Regions from separate parts of the Muntiacus reevesi genome. Here region 1 is linked to region 2. The links are chromatin contacts, called in public Hi-C maps. All regions are on one chromosome and are shown on one strand. The core of a region is the stretch at or near the end of the contact, and the rest is flanking DNA. Distances in the headings are between cores, read along the strand shown.

Region 1 (3,817 bases), core at 325-2,824, 200 kb before region 2:
GATTCTTTACCACTGTGCCAGCGGGAAAGGATGGCAAGTATGGTCTTAGATCAGTATGATCTTAATTGGAATGAGCACTACTTTAAATAACGATTTTAAATCATACTGTGCCGTCCTTCCCCACTGGCACAGTGGTAAAGAATCCACCTGCCAATCCAGGAGACACAGGTTTGATCCCTGGGTCAGGAAGATACCCTGGAGAAGGAAATGGCAACCCATTCCAGTATTCTTGCCTAGAGAATTCCATGGACTAAGGACCATGGTGGGCTACAGAGGACCTCCATGGGGTTGCAGAGTCGGACGCGACCAAGCAACTAACACAACACACAGCAATGATTTTAAAATGCTAGGAAAAACCTGAATATTGTTTAGAAAAATTTTGTTAGCAGGAGTTAAAAAAGAGTTAATGATGGAGACTTTTGTAAGAGCAAAGTCCTGTATACATCTGATAAGGCTTAGGAACAAACTGTGTTCCTAAAATGAAACAATGTCTTCACAAAAGGCTGAATTGTCAAAGTCCATAAACTTTAGGGTTTAGGGGTGAAGGTAGCGGTTTTAGTTTTAATTGATTTAATCAACATAGCCAGTTTCACAAAAATATAAAGAATGACTCTGAGTTAATAGGATGCACTTTCACCCCTGGCAAGTATCCTCTTGGCGCTTGGGTCAAGATGGGTTTCTCTGGTTATCACGGGTTGCTTTTGGGTCAAAGTTCATTATATTTTGGCCATTAATTCCCACAAAATCATTAAAACCATTTCATGTTGCCCTGAAAAAGAGTATGTTGAAGTCTTGCTAAAGCTAGCAAGGGTTCCCCTAGCACACAGTTCCTGTTCCTACTTGTCAAAATGATTATCATAACCCACAAACTAAGGATTTCTTAAGCTTTGTCCTTATACCTATCAGTGTTGAGTGCCTAGTTGTGCAGAGTATGCATGTAGTATATACACTCTTTTCCCCCCAGCAGCATCAAACTGACGTCCTTAGAACGCAATGCAAGGAAGGGCAACACCCTAGACAAAGATATTAGAGAGTTTAAATTCAGGAAACAGAAGTCCTTAGTGAATAAATGCCATTATCAATTTATGGCAGAATTACTTAGAAAGCCGTGCCAGGTATAACGGGGGAATGGGGACCCCAAAGACTCTAACAAGGTGGTCCCAGGGAGCCCCAGGGGGCCCCAGGCTTTGGGAGTCTCCCAAGAAAACTCAGAAAGGAGTGCCATGAACTTTGACCCCCGACGCAGCACAAACAAGCCAGACCCCACCCCAGACGGGCCAGCGGGTAACTGAACAGGCAAGGTCTTCCGCGTCTGAGGAAACCCCGCCCCTCCCTATCCCGCCCACATTCAACTCCACCAATCCTCGGGAGTCATCGACCGCTCGGCTTCCCAGGCACCTCCAATCAAGTACCTATATCCGACCACGAGTCTGTGCCCCACCGTCAGGGAAGGTCAGTAGAGAGCCTATCGGAGCCTGACTAGGGGCGTGGCCGGGTGCAGGGGGCGGGCAGACTGGGACGGTGGGGCGGAGCACGCTCGGCGCAGTCGGGTGCGATTGGCCACCCCTGGCAGGAGCCGCACCTCGGACAGCAGCAGCGGCTGCCGCGGGAGGGTCCGTGAGGCGCCCGGTGGCGACGGCGGCGTTGGGGTCCTGCGTGCGAGAGTGGGACCCGACGCGGAGACCGCGGGCGGAGGCTCTGCACTGCCGGACCGGACATTCAGTGACTGGACCCAGGTATTCACCAGGGAACAAGAGGCAGAAGAGCGACTCGGGAGCAAGTGTGAGAGAGGAAGCGGCGGCGGCGACGCGGGGCCCGGGGTGGTGACAGCAGGTCTGAGGTGAGAGCACCGGGGCGGGAGGAGTTGACAGAGTGAGTCGAGGCGACGGGACCCAGGGCGGAGTGGGGTCGGCGAGGACTCGAGGGAGAGGAGTTCCGGGAGTGGTTTTGACAGTCCGCTCTGTGGAGAGGAGACCCCCTCAGAGGGGCCGGCCCCGCGGGCCTGAGAGGGAAACCTCGAGAGGGCTTGGGACAACGGGTGTGACGGGAGGGGGGCCCCAGAGGAGCTGGGACAGCGGGTGTAAGGAGGGAACCCTGAGGAGCTAGGATGGGGATCTGAGGAGGGGGACCCTGAGAGGAGTTGGGACGGTGGATCTGAGGGGGGGAAGACCCTGAAAGGAACTGGGACAGTGGGTCTGAGGTAGAACCCCGAGAGCGGCTGAGGAAGGGACTCTCAAAGGAGGAGACCCAGAAATGAGCCAGGACAGAGGGTCTGAGCGGCAAAGGGGACTCCGAGAGGCTTGGGACAGCAGGTGTGTTGGGGGACACCGAGAGGAGCTGGGACAGCGGCTGTGACGGGGGACACCTTGGGGGCTGAGGACCTGAGTCTGAGGGGGTCCCCAGGGGCTGTGGCGGAGGCGCGGCCCCGCCCCGCGTGGGCGAGAAGAGGGGGTCTGGGGGTCCGGGTCGCGGCGCTGGGCGAATCGCAACAGCCGGCCGCCGCTCCCCGGGTGCAGTCAGCTGAGGTTTTTTAGGACGGAGTGGGAGACGGGGGGCCGCGGGAGCCCCCAGGACTCCGTGGGTGACTCTGAGGAGCGGGGATTATGTAATGAACAGCTTCAGGGAGAACGCACGGACTGGAGGGTACGGCTGAAGTGCGGGGATCCGGGAAAGGGCAGGAGCGAGGGGCGGGCTAGGGACCTCTGCTCACTGGCCGCCTGGCTTCCCGTCTGTTTCTCCGAGCTGGGCGTGAATGCCTTGAAAGTGAGGGGCTTCCTGACTTCAGTAGCTTCCTCAGAGCGTGAAAAGTTGAAGAGGGCTTCTTAAACTTCTCACAAACAAGTGGAAAGGGAAGGGCCCCTCTTGGAGATGCAGGTTTTTGATTCATTAGGTTGTTTAAATTTTGATAGACCCTGCTTCTTTTTTCACTTGGGCTCAGCGAGGAGCTCAGAAATTCTTTCAGGTTCAGCAGCACACCAGTATCAGTGTTTACAAGGCAGACTTAAAGGAACGAATATACTAAGTTTGACTGTTTATCTTTGATGTGTTGGAAAGATAGTTGGAAAGTCAAACTAAATTTTGAAAAGAGGTATTGGAGTCACTGAACTAACAGCACTTTCCAGTTAGAATTCTTGTCCTAAAAACTACCAGCACTGAAATTTAGGCATAATTCCAGGACAAGCTAAGGAGAGAGAGAAGCCTATTTAAACCAGACACTGTGCACTGGTGGAAAGCAAGTGTATGTCTAGTAAAATGCTAAAACAAATAGTGGAAAGCTATAGGGGGTGGGAAATGGTGGGGGGGGTGGCAACCTCCTACTTTGACAGATGTGAAAATCGATGACCAGGCTAGTTGTTCAGAATACTTAGGATATGTTAATACTGTCCTGACTACCTTTCCAGTGTTCTCTTGGATGCTTTATTATGATTGTTCCCAGCAGTTTTACATTTGAATTTTTTAACCTCTTTTTTTCTGCGTGTTGCTTCTCCTACCCCTTATCTTGCGACAGATTTCTTCTTCATAGAAGTAGACTTAGAAAATGATGGCTTGGGGGAAATAACTGGGAAATGATCCCCTCCAATATTCTTGCCTAGAGAATCCCATGGACAGAAGAGCTATAGTCCATAGAGTCGCAAAGAGTTCAACAGGCCTGAAGTGACTTATCTCACACTTATTTTCACATAATTACTCTATCATTTTGCAGTTATTTAGATATCGTATTTATTTCAGGTTGAAAATAATGTCTTATTGGAAGCCTTTGCCTGTGTTCAGTAATGGGCAGCTAAGAAGAAAAAAGAAATGCTGCATTATTTCTCAA
Region 2 (4,070 bases), core at 353-2,852:
CTGGGTCACAATGGATGACCCGCTACTCCCCCTCTTTCTCCAACTTGCCTGTATTTGGGGTCCTTCCTGCTGGGAGCATCCGGATCTGTCAAGACCAAGGTGTACAATTTACCTGGATCAAGGCCATCCCATGTAATGCTGGTGGGCCGGTTCTTAACCTGTAGGAAAGAACAGATTTGGAGCTTAAAAGTCAGAAATGCTGAAGAAACCAGCACTCTTTCTTTGACCTTGGATTCCTCAAAGGTCAAGCACAGAAATTATTAATAAAAGCTCAACTGTACTGACTCTACTAAGAACCCGGGACTGATGTTTAATATACGTTATTTATTTTAGTCCCAACAACACTATGGGGCTAGTATCATAGCATATTATTAACAGAAAAAGGTGGGTCAGGATTTCAACGGTTGCTGACTACAACCTTACATTATTTGGAATAACACAATCTCTAGACTGGAGACCACATTATCTGGGGCCTGCTAAAGTGAAATCTGAATTAAGTGGATATTTAAAAGGGCAGAGGAAACCAAGATGGACAGACGTGGACAGTGAGTTTGGCAAAGAGAGGCTGCCGGAAGGGCACTTTACACACCCGAAACAATAAACTCTGTAAACATCTAAATTAATAAACCATCTGAGCACTGTTTATTCGCACTGCTGCCCCGAAGCGTCAGGACCAACTACTGACCACGGTGTCCAGGCACCTAGTTCCCCACTTGCAGCAGCCAGAACCTGGTTAGGCCTTAGCCAAGTCGGGCGGGGGTCAAAGGCCAAACGGTAGAACAAGGCCGTTACCCTCGAGTCTTCCAGCTCCAGAACGCACCTACATTTGGGTGGCTTCCAGCTCCAGACCGTTAAAAACAAAGGAGGAATCACAGGGCCCTGCTGCTCACTGGTTACATAATGCGTCATATGCCCTTGGGTGGGGCTTTTACTCCCCATACTGAGGCCTAAAATTCCGGGCCGAGAGGGGACGCTCTGGGGGCGTGAGGGGCCACCGCCCACTACCTCCGGGGGAAGGCCTCCTCCCCGCCCCTGTCCAGCGATCTGGGCCATTTCGAGGCCTCCTCCCCTGCCTGCTCCTCGAAATCCCAAGAGAATGTATCAATTTCTTCCCCAGGGCGAGCCCCGCCCGCCACGTGCCAGGTTCCCGGCGCTGGTTAGGGGGAGGGAGCGGTCGGCAGGCCTGCGGCTTGGGCACCGCGACTCCCTTCCCTTGGTGGATCCGGCGCACTAGAGGCCGGAACGTCCTCCCCACTTCCACTGGGCCGCCGACCCGCCGACCTGAGAGCCTCCCAGCCTCCAGCAGCTGCACCCCTTCCGCCCTCGGTACCTGAGTGGGTGTCAGTACTTTGCCCAGTTCGTCGACCTCCGCCCCGCCGTATTTGACCTGCAGCGGGTGCTGCGGCCGCTCATCCACTTCCTGCAGGCTCAAAGGCCCGGACCACTTGCCGAGGTCCACCGGCATCGTGGAGCCGAGCGGGTCAGACAGCAGAGAAAGCGGCTTGTGGACTCGCGCAGGGTAGGAGCACGGACTCACAGCAGTCTGCACAATGCACGGAGGTAGTTCGAGCCACACTGCCGAGGAGTACAAGCTCCTGAGCCACCGCCCCGCCCCATCCCGCTCCTCCAGTCACCGGCGGGGAGGGGCCCCACTCTTCTCTCTGATTGGCCGAGCCCGGTAGCGCGGGTCGTCGGGCGCTCCCGGGTCAATGCACCAGGCTTGGCCTTTCTTTTTGCAGAGGGAGCTCTTGCTACTCTTTTGCTGGGGGAGTTCCCAAGAGTTATGACTGAGCTTGCAAGACTGTTGTTTCAAGAATTGCAATTGAGCTACTTTCGATTTTTTTTTTAAACTTTTTGCCTTTTTCTTTGTTCAACCTTAAAATTGCAGAAATGGTAAGGCCTTGCTTTTCTGTCGCACTTCTTAAAGCAACCCACATTGCCCCTCCTCTTTGTACTTTCGCGCATGCTCACTAGCTTCGGTAATGGCCTGGAGAGGGTCTGGGGGGAGCTTGTCAGCGCTGTTCTCAATCTGCAAGAATGTTTGCACAAAACGTTTGCTTCTCCCATCCCCACTTGCGTCTGCCTGCAATGCGGGAGACCCGGGTTTGATCCTTGGGTCGGAAAGATACCCTGGAGAAGGAAATGGCAACCCATTCCAGGACTCTTGCCTGGAAAATTTCATGGACGGAGGAGCCTGGTAGGCTACAGTCCATGGGGTCGCAAAGAGTCAGACACGACTAAGCGACTTCACTTTCTGTCGGCGCTTTTCTCAACCGGCAGAAATATTTGCACATAGCGTTTGATTCTTCTATCCGGACTTGGTCTTGCCAAGACTGGGGGGGAAATTATTGGGTTTTTTTTTTTTTTTTGAGAAGTGATTTTTTAACTTGTGAAACGAGGAATGTTGCTCACCATCTAGTGTGTTTTTTTTTTTCTTTAATTAATTTTTATTGGAGTATAGTTGATACCATCCATTTTCAAAAGAATGAAGTCAGCCCCTGCAATCCCCGACCTACAATATAAAATACCCTGAAAGGTATTCAGGACAGAACGAGGCACTTTGTGCTTTGGGGGGAAAAAAGGCAAAACCATTAGATATATTCTAGGAGAGTTTTTTTTTAATTAATCCAGATTTTTGCATCTTTCCATACTTTTTTTTAAAGCGCAAAAATCATGAACTATTTGCTCCTAGAAGCAACCTTCTACTAAGACTTATGCTTGATCGCACATACTCTTGGCCAGAATTACATATGTACTGGCTTCTGGCCCTTCCTCTTCCAAGCAGTTCCCCAGAGCTAAATGCTGTGCATTTTTGTTTTTTTCTGTTTTGTTTTAGTCAATAAACCATAGTTACTATTCTTCCTTTGTTGACAAGTGACTGCCTCAAAACTGCTTTCTTTTTTTTTTCTTCAAAACTGCTTTCGTTGTGACCACCAGATGCTTTATTTTTGCTGAATACGATGGGCACTATTTACTAGTCCTTAGCCTAATATGACCTTAAGTCTTCCCTGGTGACTCAGATGGTAAAGAATATTTGTAATTCAGGAAACCTGGATTCAATCACTTGAGGAGGGCATGGCAACTCACTCCAGTATTCTTGCCTGGAGAATCCCATGGACAAAGGAACCTGGGGGGCTACAGTCCATTGGTTGTTAAGAGTGGGACACAACTGAAGCGACTTAGCAGTATGACCTTAGGACAGTTTTTTACACTGATTACTACCCACCCCCCAAGTTGTTTGTTGTTTTTAGTTCTACTAGGAAATAATACAAGTGCTTTGTAGAAAATTAAGATTAAAAAAATCCAAAGAAATAATTAAGAATGGCTTCTATTCCACTATTTAAACATAAACATCGGTAACAATTTGGGACATATCTTTCCAATTTTAAAATTATGAATACAAATAATTTTGTTGTTTGTTCGCCAAAACAATTACATTTACTTTACCATTGTAGAATATTTGTATTAAAAATAGATCTTCATGAGACTTTCCTGGCAGTCCAGTGGTTAAGGCTTCTCCCCAAATGCATGGAGTGTGGGTTCAGTCCCTGATGGCTGGGGAAATAAGATCCCACATGCCTAGCAGCCAAACAACCAAAACATAAAACAGAAATAATATTGTGATGAATTCAGTAAAGACTTTAAAAATGATCCACATCCCGAAAAAAATTTTTTTTAAACTGCATTATTTTAATGACTTTGTCCACTCTAGATGCACCACAATTTATTCACTTCTTTATTTTGGACATTTGGGCTTTTTTGTTGTTTTTTCATTTTACAAATATCACTGAAATGAATGTGTGTGTAAGGGAGAGAATAGAACCACTTCCATTAAAACAATGGTTGAAAGTGAAAGTCACTCAGTTGTGTCCAACTCTTTGTTATCCCATGGATATCCCATACATTCCATCAATTCTCCAGGCCAGAATACTGGAGTGGGTAGCCTTTCCCTTGTCCAGGGGATCTTCCCAACCCAGGAACTGAACCCAGGTCTCCCGCATTGTGGGCAGATTCTTTACCAGCTGAGCCAAAAGGGAAGCCCAACAGTTCTGCAGTGGATAGCCTATCCC

The links. A called contact is a pair of places that touch in the nucleus more often than the background predicts.
Region 1: a contact with region 2 is called in a Hi-C map of muscle, with 2.6 times the contacts expected there. The contact joins the promoter of TAOK3 here to the promoter of PEBP1 in region 2. A contact is called at or near these places in 2 of 3 Hi-C or Micro-C datasets (blood and muscle).

The regions. Positions count from the first base shown.
Region 1 is chr13:16,554,098-16,557,914 of mMunRee1.1, reverse strand. It overlaps TAOK3 (TAO kinase 3), which reads left to right and starts at 1,574. Exons shown (of 21, transcript XM_065903878.1): 1 at 1,574-1,736.
Region 2 is chr13:16,357,243-16,361,312 of mMunRee1.1, reverse strand. It overlaps PEBP1 (phosphatidylethanolamine binding protein 1), which reads right to left and starts at 1,602. Exons shown (of 4, transcript XM_065904707.1): 1 at 1,331-1,602; 2 at 49-158. The coding sequence starts at 1,465.